Linked DNA regions of Anas platyrhynchos: region 1 is linked to region 2. The links are chromatin contacts, called in public Hi-C maps. All regions are on one chromosome and are shown on one strand. Each heading gives the region's core, a stretch centred on a gene start, on an enhancer-like site or on the middle of the called end of the contact. The rest is flanking DNA. Distances are from core to core; before and after follow the strand shown.

The links. A called contact is a pair of places that touch in the nucleus more often than the background predicts.
Region 1: a contact with region 2 is called in a Hi-C map of liver, with 3 times the contacts expected there. The contact joins the enhancer-like site here to the promoter of PLXND1 in region 2. A contact is called at or near these places in 3 of 8 Hi-C or Micro-C datasets (liver, skeletal muscle and subcutaneous adipose tissue).

What each region holds. Positions count from the first base shown.
Region 1 is chr13:579,939-584,527 of IASCAAS_PekinDuck_T2T, reverse strand. It overlaps PLXND1 (plexin D1), which reads right to left. Exons shown (of 36, transcript XM_027467956.3): 20 at 1,737-1,851; 21 at 556-663. Among named protein-coding and RNA genes, the nearest start is that of H1-8, 33 kb to the left of the region's middle. Within about 2 kb of position 1,972, at least 2 of the 8 cell types and tissues checked have an H3K27ac peak or open chromatin away from gene starts, as enhancers often do.
Region 2 is chr13:527,444-532,565 of IASCAAS_PekinDuck_T2T, reverse strand. PLXND1 (plexin D1) reads right to left here and starts at 2,067. Exons shown (of 36, transcript XM_027467956.3): 1 at 582-2,067. The coding sequence starts at 1,928. It overlaps LOC119718269 (a long non-coding RNA gene), which reads right to left. Exons shown (of 4, transcript XR_011812613.1): 4 at 3,804-5,122.

The DNA.
Region 1 (4,589 bases), core at 723-3,222, 52 kb before region 2:
GTGGAGCAGATTACTTTCAGGGTTTACCTGTCAGTGCTGTACATCACATCCTGCAGCACACACACACAGAAAATTTCCCTTGCTTCCCAGAGCCCAGCCCTGAAGTCTGCTTCTGCAGAAGGATTTCAGTGCTCCTGGCAGAAGCATGTACTTAGCGGACAGCAGTGCAGGCGCTTGCCTTACTTCTCACATTGCTCTAGCAGGAACATGTTGCTGGTTTTGTTGCATCTAATCATAAAGCACACTAAAGATTTGTGTGACCTGCAAGCACCCCTCCAATGTGCCTGAGTGCACTAACCCTGAGACAGGGAAATCAGTGGCACTGGAGATAAGTGGCTTGCCCAAGTTAGGCAGCAAGACAGGGACAGAGCCACACTTCCAGCCACTGAGCGTCATTCGCAAATCCTGCTGAAGCACAAAGGCAATGACAGAAACTCTTCTATAAGTAATTCATTAAATTTCTACACAGAAGAAGGCGAATGTCTTCAGCCCTTCTATTATGACATCTCCCTCCCAGTGCTGGCTCCTCCATGGTGCCCAAGCATGGTGACTTACCTTTGCGAATTTCCTCCCGGATCTGTGACTCCATCTCCTCCATCTGGAGCAGGGTTTTCTGCCAGTAGCGCTCTGCTCTGCGGCTCTTCGTGCAAAACACAAAGAGAGCTGGAAGAGAGGAAAGGAACAAGCCTCTTGGACTAGGATGCTAAGAGCAGCTGAAGCTGGACCAGAGTGGTCCTCTGTTAACATGGGTGCAGAAAGCTGAACTCAGTGTTGGTTTAACACACGCAACAAAACTGGTACTGATTAGGCAGCTGTTGATTATCTGTAAATAAGTAAAACCAGCTGGACTTTAATCATCATGCTGTCACGGACATCTTCAATTCATTTCTGGGCAGTCTATATTGAGATCAATTGCGTATTAATGTAGTCCAGCTCATTAATGAATTCTGATTTTAGGAGGTTTATCACCTGTACTACAGCATTTATGTCTGACATTACTCCCGTACCTTTAGAAATATGTTTGTAATGACTAGTAGTGCATTTAATAAGTAGTGTGCATTATAACTTTTATTAAAAATAAATCAAATCCCTATTAGAAACACCTCATTTGCTGTGAAATGATGGGTTTCCAGCTGCACAGTTACTCTGGGCACATGATGAAAAAATACCCTAGCCAAAGGACACAGGTGCACTGTGCAGCTTCCAGTGAGGTTAGCAGACTGTTATGTCCGCTCCAGATCTGCAGCTAAGGCTGCTTGTTCTGGTTTTTATACTCTTTGTCAGGCATCTGCCACTGTCTGTTACTGATGGGTCAGATGGAGCTCTGCTCTATGACAGCCACGCCTGTGAGTGAGTCCTATTCATGCTGGTAAGAGTCCAAGATCAGTTTCTCACACCCTTCTTTATTTTGTGTTATAGTAGCTACTCAATACTATTAAGAAGTGTTTGGGGAAAAAGAGGATAGTTATTTATAAACACCACAGCCTCAAGTAAAAGTGTTAAACTAAGGATTCACCCAGCAAAAGCTCCACACTGCAGGAAGCTTTGATCCTGGGTGCTGGCTTGGTCCCACACAAAGAAGAATGGCTACTGGCTGCATCCAGACCAGTTTCAGATGCTGCTTATTTGCAGCACTTAGAGGTTTCCTAACATATGAGCAGGCAATCTCCACCTCTCCACGTGCACAAAGAAAAAATCTCAACATAGCCTGGGAACGTATCATCCTGTTCCCTTACCTACGACCGAGAGAACCAGCAAGATGCTGCAGATGACAATGGAGACGATGATTGCAGTCTCTCCTCCCCCGAGGTGCAGCATTGCAATTGTGTAGTTGAACTTTCCAACTTGGATCTGGAGAGGGAAAAGGAGGGAGGAGAAGCAAGAGCTGAGCAGCACGTTACCAAAGGGCTCAGAGGTCAGGCAACGAGGGGCCCAGCGCAGCGCTCAGCAGACCTTCACCCAAGGACACGCTGGCCCTGCTGGCTCAGCCCACCGGGCTTCTCAGGGAGGCCAGGCTGTGCCTTTCACTGCCAGCCCATGGGGACTTTGTGTGTGTCAAAGCAGCCCAAGTCTCTTCCTGCATGTCCTGGTGGAAAGCCAAGGCTGGCCCACAGCAAGCTGTGGCACCGTGCCCCTCACAGTGCCACTGCAGGGCTTTGAGGGCACAGCTGCAGGCTCCATCTCACATCACGGCCCCACCACACCCAGCCCAGAGCACAAGGCAGCCCTGTCCTAGAGAACTGACGGTAGCATACAGTACTTGCTGTAATACTGTTACTAGAAAACCACTTTCACTAATCATCCAACTTTGTTATGCCCCAGAATGGCCTTTTAGTCCCAGCTGCATTCTCCTTTCTTCTCCAAAAGCAGAATGGCTGCTGCTCAGGAAAAGGAGAGTAAAGAAACTTGAAAGTTTTTGAAATACAAATAAAGTAAGGAAACAAAAATAAATAATAATGCGACTCGAGACAAATAATGATCTTGTGGTTAAAGCAGTGGACTGAATGTCAGGAGGAGCTGGCTCTGCTCCCAGTCCACACTGCTTGTGGCACCAAGCACAAACCACTCAGGCTCAGGGCTTTGGTCTCCTGACCACCATAAAGGAAGAGGCCAGCACACATCACAGGCAGGTTGGTGAGTTTTCTCAGCGCTGTTTATAAAAGGTTCCCTACACTTCTGGGATGAAAGGGTTCAACAGCATCATCTGATAAGGAAAACTCATGATACAACATATCTTTCGCTTCTGGAAATGTGTTTCACTTCCCTAAAGAAATGGGAAGTGAGAGAAACTTGAACGAAATATTGAAAGAAGGGAGGAGAAAGTAGGGAAGAGATGGAATGATCTTACAGCTACATCTGTGTCACGGAGCGTCTCCAGGAAAGGTGTACATCGTGGTTACCCTGCAGACAGCTCTCAGCACCCCGGCCCATGCAGTGCCACAGGCAGGGCATCCCACCACATCCATGGCATGAGACACGCTGCTGGTCCCTGCGCAGGCGGCGGAGGAAGGACGGCCCTGGCGAGGGTGCTGCTGCTGCGCTGCGCTCAATGCCCAGGGAAACGTGAGATGGAGCCACGAGTGCCTGCAGGTTCTGTGCACCCCAGCCTCGAGGGCTTCACTTGTTTCATCTGAAATGCTGCAGCATGGCAAGTCCTGCTTACCTTTAGAGCCATTTATTTCCAATAACTTAACCTCTCATGTTTGCCAGAGGAGAAATCCCATGCTTGCTGTTTGTGTCTAAGTGGTTTGGTCATGAACAAAAAAAGGGGTTGAGGGCCTCAGCAACCTTCTCTTGTTTGTTTGGACAGTCTATTCAATACAATTTTTGTAAGTGGAATTAATTAGGCTGAAGGTTAAATGGCAACACTTCCTGTGGCCACCACAGGGTGGGTGCAGAGATCGGCCAGGCCGCAGTGGGGGCAGCCAGCGCCGGGCAGGACAGACACGGGCAGCACCAGCACTAAGCCAGCCCGGAACTGAGCCCCATCCTGCCAGCACCCTCCAGGAGAGCTGCCCAGCAGCCCCTGAAGCACAAGCCCCTTCCTCAGCAACACTGCTTCACCCCATACAGCCCTGCTGCCTGTGCGACCTGTGAGCGCTGTCATGGCCCAAGAGCACAGCCATGGAGCGGGAGCCCTCAGGACCGTGTCTGGAGTAGGGATCAACAGCGGGACATGCTCTGAAGGGCTGTTTTCCCTCACTGCAGATGTGAGCTCTACAACAAAGTCTGGGCAGTCACAGCAGGCATTTCAGCTCACCAGAAGAATTTGCATCAGCCAGTGAGCCGGTGGGAGTTCTGCAGGCTCCGATAACTGTCAGCGATGCAGATCAGGTAGGGACCATTGAGCAAATCTGGCCCCGTGCTACCAAAGCTATTAAAAGTATGTTATAAAGGCAGCTGTTGCCTATGAAACGGCCAGCAGGCAATAACTCAAACCACATATGAAGGTTTAGTAAGTGCACACAGAGATGAACGCAAGCTGATTATTTAGCTGCACTCTCACTGTTGGTACACTGTTAATAGCTATGCAATACTTTGGTGCTGGTTATCATTCTCCTGCTTCCTAAGGATCTACTGGGGCATTACCCTGAATGATTTACGTCAAACCCCAAACTAGCAAACTCATAAATTCCCTTTGTTCCCCAAGGGGATTTCTCTGTTTCTCAGTTCTCACTAAAAGCCAAAATTACCCTATATAAAATTTCCATTCAAATGTCTTAAGAAATCCTGCTACTTCTGCATTTCCATGTTTCCAGTTTGCAAGAGAATTTCACATACAACAGACCACAACCAGCACGCTGGATAACCCCGCCAGTGAGCTGGTGCTACATCAATGTGCTCACCTTCTGGGCAGTGCAAGACCACAGATGCCCCAAATCCCTCTGCACTGGTCCTCCCCCTGCCCACACCATGAGCTTCTGCTCACTTGATATTAACCCATCAAAGGGACAAACTCAGCTGAGAGAGAGGATGCAGGTTCCCAGACCATGGAGATGGAGGCATTTTCTCTCCAAGTATGAAGAGCTGTAACCACATCCCTGTATGGCAGTGGGCTACATACGAAATGAGAGAAACTGAGGGAAAGA
Region 2 (5,122 bases), core at 818-3,317:
CTCTCTCTTTCTTTCTCTCCAAACAGTGCACGTCTTTAGTGAAAGGGAAAGCAGCCGTCTTTATCCGCCGTTAACATTTACGTCCACTCGGTAAGAAATCGTGACAGCGGCAAACTTTTCCCCCGAACGCAACGGCACAAGGCCGCCTGTGTGCGCGCCTCCCCGCGCAGGGCTGCCCGGCCGCGGCGGGACGGGACGTGGGAAGGGAGCAGCTGCGGCTGGCGGTGCCCCCCCCCGAGCCCCCTCCCGGCCGTGCAGGGACCCCGGCCGGACGCCGAGCCTCTGAGTCACCGCCGGGTCCGTGCGGCACGGAACGTGGGAATATCGCTGCCCCGGCACCGAGCCCCGCGGCGCCCGCACTCAGCAGCGCTCCCTCCGCTCCCCCGTGCCGAGCGCCGTGCGCGCCCGCCGGGGAGGCAGCGGGACCGGCCGGCGGAGCGGAGCGGAGCGGGGCGCGGAGCGGAGCGGGGCCGCTCGGGAGGCAGCGGACGGGGCGGGCCGGGGCCGTCACCCCCCCGCCGGCCGCAGCCTCGGGGCGCCCCGTCGTGGGCGCCGCCCGGCCCGGCAGGTGCCCGCCGTACCTGGATGTTGCGCTTCTCGCAGGCGGGGCCGGTGCCCTGCACCACGCTGTCCAGCACGGTGACCATGCCGGCGGCGGGGCTGACGAAGCAGGAGTTGCGCGCCGCCCGGATCGTCTCCTCGATCTCGGCGAAGCGGAAGATGCAGAGCGCCGAGAGCGGCCGCCCGCCGCCGCCGCCCGGCCCGGCGCGCTCGAAGACGCCGAAGAGCAGCTCCTCCTCGGGCGGAGGGGCCGCGGCCGGGCCCGAGGGGCTGCGCCAGGCCGCCCGCGCCGGGAAGACGGAGACGAGGCGGGTGAAGGCGTCGGCGGCGCCGCCGCAGCGCAGCCCCAGCTGGATGTAGGACTCGGTCAGCTTCTTGGTCTCGCCGCTGCCGTTGAGCGTGGCCTCGGCCGCGTCGCCCAGGCAGATGCGGGCCAGCAGGCTGTGCGAGGGGCTCTCCTTGTCGCCCGCGTTGGCCTCGCTGTTGAGCGCCAGGTAGGCGTAGGGGCGGCGGGCGGGCGGCGCGGCGCCGCGCTGCAGGAAGGCGCGCACGAAGCTGAGCTTGTGGCGCGCCTTGGCGACCTGCTTGATCTTGAAGATGTTGTCGTCGGACGGGTTGATGTCGAAGGTGAAGAGCTTGGCCAGGTCGCCGCGGGCGTTGAGCGCGCGGATGGCGATCTCGGGCGTGTTCTCGAAGCGGTGGTCCTCCAGGCTGCGGTTGCGGGGGAAGAAGGGGCTGCCGAAGCCCGTGTAGGTGGCGGCCACCAGCAGCCGCGCCCCGCCGCCGCCGCCGCCGCCGCGGCGCAGCACCAGCCCCACGGTGGAGGCGTTGGGGTGGTTGGCCGCCACGTTCAGCATGCTGGGGAACACGGTGACCGCGTCGCTGCCGCCCGGCGGGAAGCGCACGGCCACGGCCGAGATGTTGGTCATGCTGCGGAGCTGGCAGAGGCCCTGGTAGATGGAGCCGCAGACGACGAGGACGCCCTGCTCGGGGTCGGGCTGCAGGATCTTGTTGTAGTTGTTGGTGAGCACCTTGGGGTGCTCGCAGGAGGCCTGCGGCAGCTGCGGCGCGTGGCACAGGGGGCTGTCCAGCACCGGCCCCACCGCCGCCTCCGCCTGCAGCGCCAGCTCGCCCCCCGACAGCTGGAACAGGCGGTTGACGGCCGCCAGGTAGACGCGGGAGCCGGGGCCGTCCAGCGCGAAGTTGTTGGTGGGGGTGGGCGAGAGGAACTTGCGCTGCACCTCCAGGCCGGCGGCGCGGCCGGGCAGCAGCAGCGGCAGCAGCGGCAGCAGCAGCGGCAGCAGCGCGGGGGACCGCGGCTCAGCGCCCGCCGCCGGGGCCGGGGCCGGAGCCGGAGCCGGAGCCATCCCGCCGCCCGCGCCGCCGCGGAGCCGCCGAGTGCATGAGCCCGCTGCGAGCGGCGGGAGGGGCCGGGCCGCGGGGCCGCTTCCTGCGGGGGCTGCGCGCCCGCCGCCGAGCGACGCCCGCGGGAAGTGGCGGCCGCGCCGGGTGCGCGGGTGCGCGGCGCTGCGCGGCGGGGGGCGGCGGGGGGCGGCGGGGCGCGCTCACGGCCGCGCCTCCCTCCCTCCGCCCGCCCCCGCCCCCGCCCTTCTTGGCGTTACTCACTTCTTTCTTATTCGGGGTTTGTCATGTGAAGATGATTAAGTCGCGGGTATTTTTCCCCGCGCCGCGGGCCGGCCCCGCACCGGGCGGGGGCACGAGCGCCGCGGCCCCCCTGCCCCGGGCACGGCTCTGCTCCGCCGCCCCGCTTCTCCGCAGCCGGTTTCGCGCAGGACCGGCGGGGGGGCGGCCGAAGGACGCGGCGCCTTCCCCAGCGGCGGAGCGGCGCGGCCAGCCCGGGGAAGGGGGGGGAAACGGGCCCCCCGCCGGCCGGCCCCGGGCAGGGGCGCGAGGAGGAGGCGGCGGGGCCGGGGCGGGCAGGGACGGAGCGGGCAGGGCCGGGGCGGGCAGGGATGGAGCGGGCAGGGATGGAGCGTGCAGATGTGCCGGGGGCTGCAGGGCCCGTCCCGTCCGGGCGGCCGCGCCCGCTGCGGGCTGCGAGCCCGGACGGAGCGGGGGGCCGGGGGCAGCGCGGCCCCGGGGGGCCGCCGGGTACGGCCGCGGCCTCGGGTCGGTTCCCGGCCCCGGCCCCGGCCCCGGCCGCGGGCAGCTCCCCCGGGAACCGGCCCCCGGCGCGGGGAGCGGCGTGCGGCTCCTCGGGGCCCCACGTCCGGAGGGAGCTTTGCCCGCACGAGGAGCCAAAGGCAGAGTTCGGAACAGGACCGCGCGTCTCCTCTGCCCTCCATCGGGCTCTCCTTTAACTGTAGAAAGGGGATGAATAAATAAATAAATAAGAGAAAGAAGTGTTGATATTTCCAAATTCCACCCACTGAAATGCACGGGGCGGGGGGGATGGCCCCGAGATAGCGCAGCCTCTGATCCGCCCTTCCTTATCGGCGTGGGAACGCTCTACCTGGGTGGGTGAAAGTGTAAATTCACATCCCCGGCAGCTCTTCCCACGTCCGTGGGCACGCGTGCTCCCCCCGTTGTGGGGAGGGATGCTCTCGGACCGAGGAGCGCGGCCAGGTAAGAGCACAGAGAAAGCCACGAACGATCCTGCGGCAGGAGCCTGCCCGGGCTGCACTCTGTGCAACAGCTGCTGTGTTTGCTCAGGGCTCACAGCCCCGCAGCGGGAGCGGAGCGGCCCCGAGCAGCTGCCCAGAGCAGCACTCAGCAGAGCCGCCCAGACCCCAGGCAGGTGCCGAGGGGGCACGGGTGGGCTGCAGGGCGCTGCAGTACCCCGACCCTTGGCACCCTGGGGATGCTTGCAGCCAAAGCGAGGGCAGAGCTGAAAGCCAGGCACGTGGCTTTATCCTCAGTGTCCTCGTCTCAATCCTGAGTTTCCACTATGAGCAGAGACCCAGCCGGAGCAGCCACGTGTGGAGGAAAGCAGAGGGGAAGCTTGTAGCCTTGCTTTCACCATGCAGCTACAGCCGTGTATCATTACAATGACACAAGTCTCCTTGCAACAGGGGAGTGTGTCCCCTGCACAGGGTTGAGTACAGAAGCACCTCACCATCCACGAATAGCTGTCAGTATTTAAAGCAAATCAGATGAGCCCTGGAAAGCTGTATTCCCTCCTGTCCCCAAGCTGTGCCTTGCCACCCTGCCCGTTCTCGTGGTGCTTATTTTCATTTATACAGAACATGGTAGCGAGGCTGATGAGAATTCTGCACGACTTCTGTTCTGGAGAGGAAAATCCTCTGTTGTTGTCTAATCTCATTTCTACACCTGCCAATTTTCCTCACCCCCTTCCTGTCCTCCTCGCTCTCTTCAGAGCACTAATTAATACGCAACTGCTTTGGCCACGCCATGTCCACCAAAAATGTGCACTGAATTAAATGTTGTGCTTTCATGCTATCTAACTCATTGTCTCTGGTAATCATATCCTTAATTAGTAGAGTTATTAGCTGTTTCTGAATGTGGGACTCCCAGTTGTTGGATCTTTTTTTAAACTACAAGATAGCAATATTTAAATGTGATCGTGTCTTTAATTGCATGGAAATAAACCCCCATGATCCCAAACCCTTAATCTGCCTATTTTAGGATTTCTTATGGCTGCTTATCCTGATAGTAGAGCATCTTCCATATGGAATCAGCCGTTTAAGGCATATCAAATTAGGTTCCAGATTACAGTCAGTTAAAAATAAAAAAAAAAATATATAGGCCAAAGAGCATAGAAAAATGTTTGACTTACCCAAAGGTATTCAGTAGTTGCTTTGTAAGAAAAAAATCCCCCAGGAGCTCTGACTCCCATTTCCTATGGTGAGCAGTTAGCTACACTGATACAATTAAAGCCAAAATATTTGTGGTATTGAAGGATTGTTTGACAAAGATTTTATTGTTGTTGTTAGGAAACAATCCTCTGGTAAGATGCTTTGAGGGGAATATTTTCCAGAAATGATTTCCCACCCCTATTATCTGGGCTGTTAGAAGCTCTAGTGAGTATTTCAGGGTAATGCTCCTAATGGAGTAGTAGAGGTTTTTAAATCTCTCATACACAGATCTCACCATTATTTTTTTGTTCAGGAAGAAAAAAGGAAAGGTCAAAATTAAACCACATGCCTCCTGCAATAGGCATTCACCCCCCTGCCAAAATCCCTTCTCCTGTGTGACTTCTGTGCAGGTTTAAAGACAACAGCTTTTCAGATATCTCTGTGGGGGAGAGGGGCTGTGTGCATAAGAACTCAAAAACACTTTAATTATTAATAAATATATTTACACGAGAACAGTTTCCCTTTAGGGGAAACATGAGTTACTCATGCAATTACTCAGGTTATATTGACTCAACACTGTCAAAGAAAAAAAAAAAAAGGACCTAATCACTTTAATACAGGGGGGCATAAACATCTATTTATTTAGTGGGGTTTGTGTGCAAGGTAACCATAAAGTGCCCTGTGGATTTGGGAAGAAAACTCGCCCTTGCACATGGGAGATGGTGGGGTTTGACTCAGCAGACGTGCACGGGACAGGCTCCTGGGGCCACCTCTGCCTCTGCGCG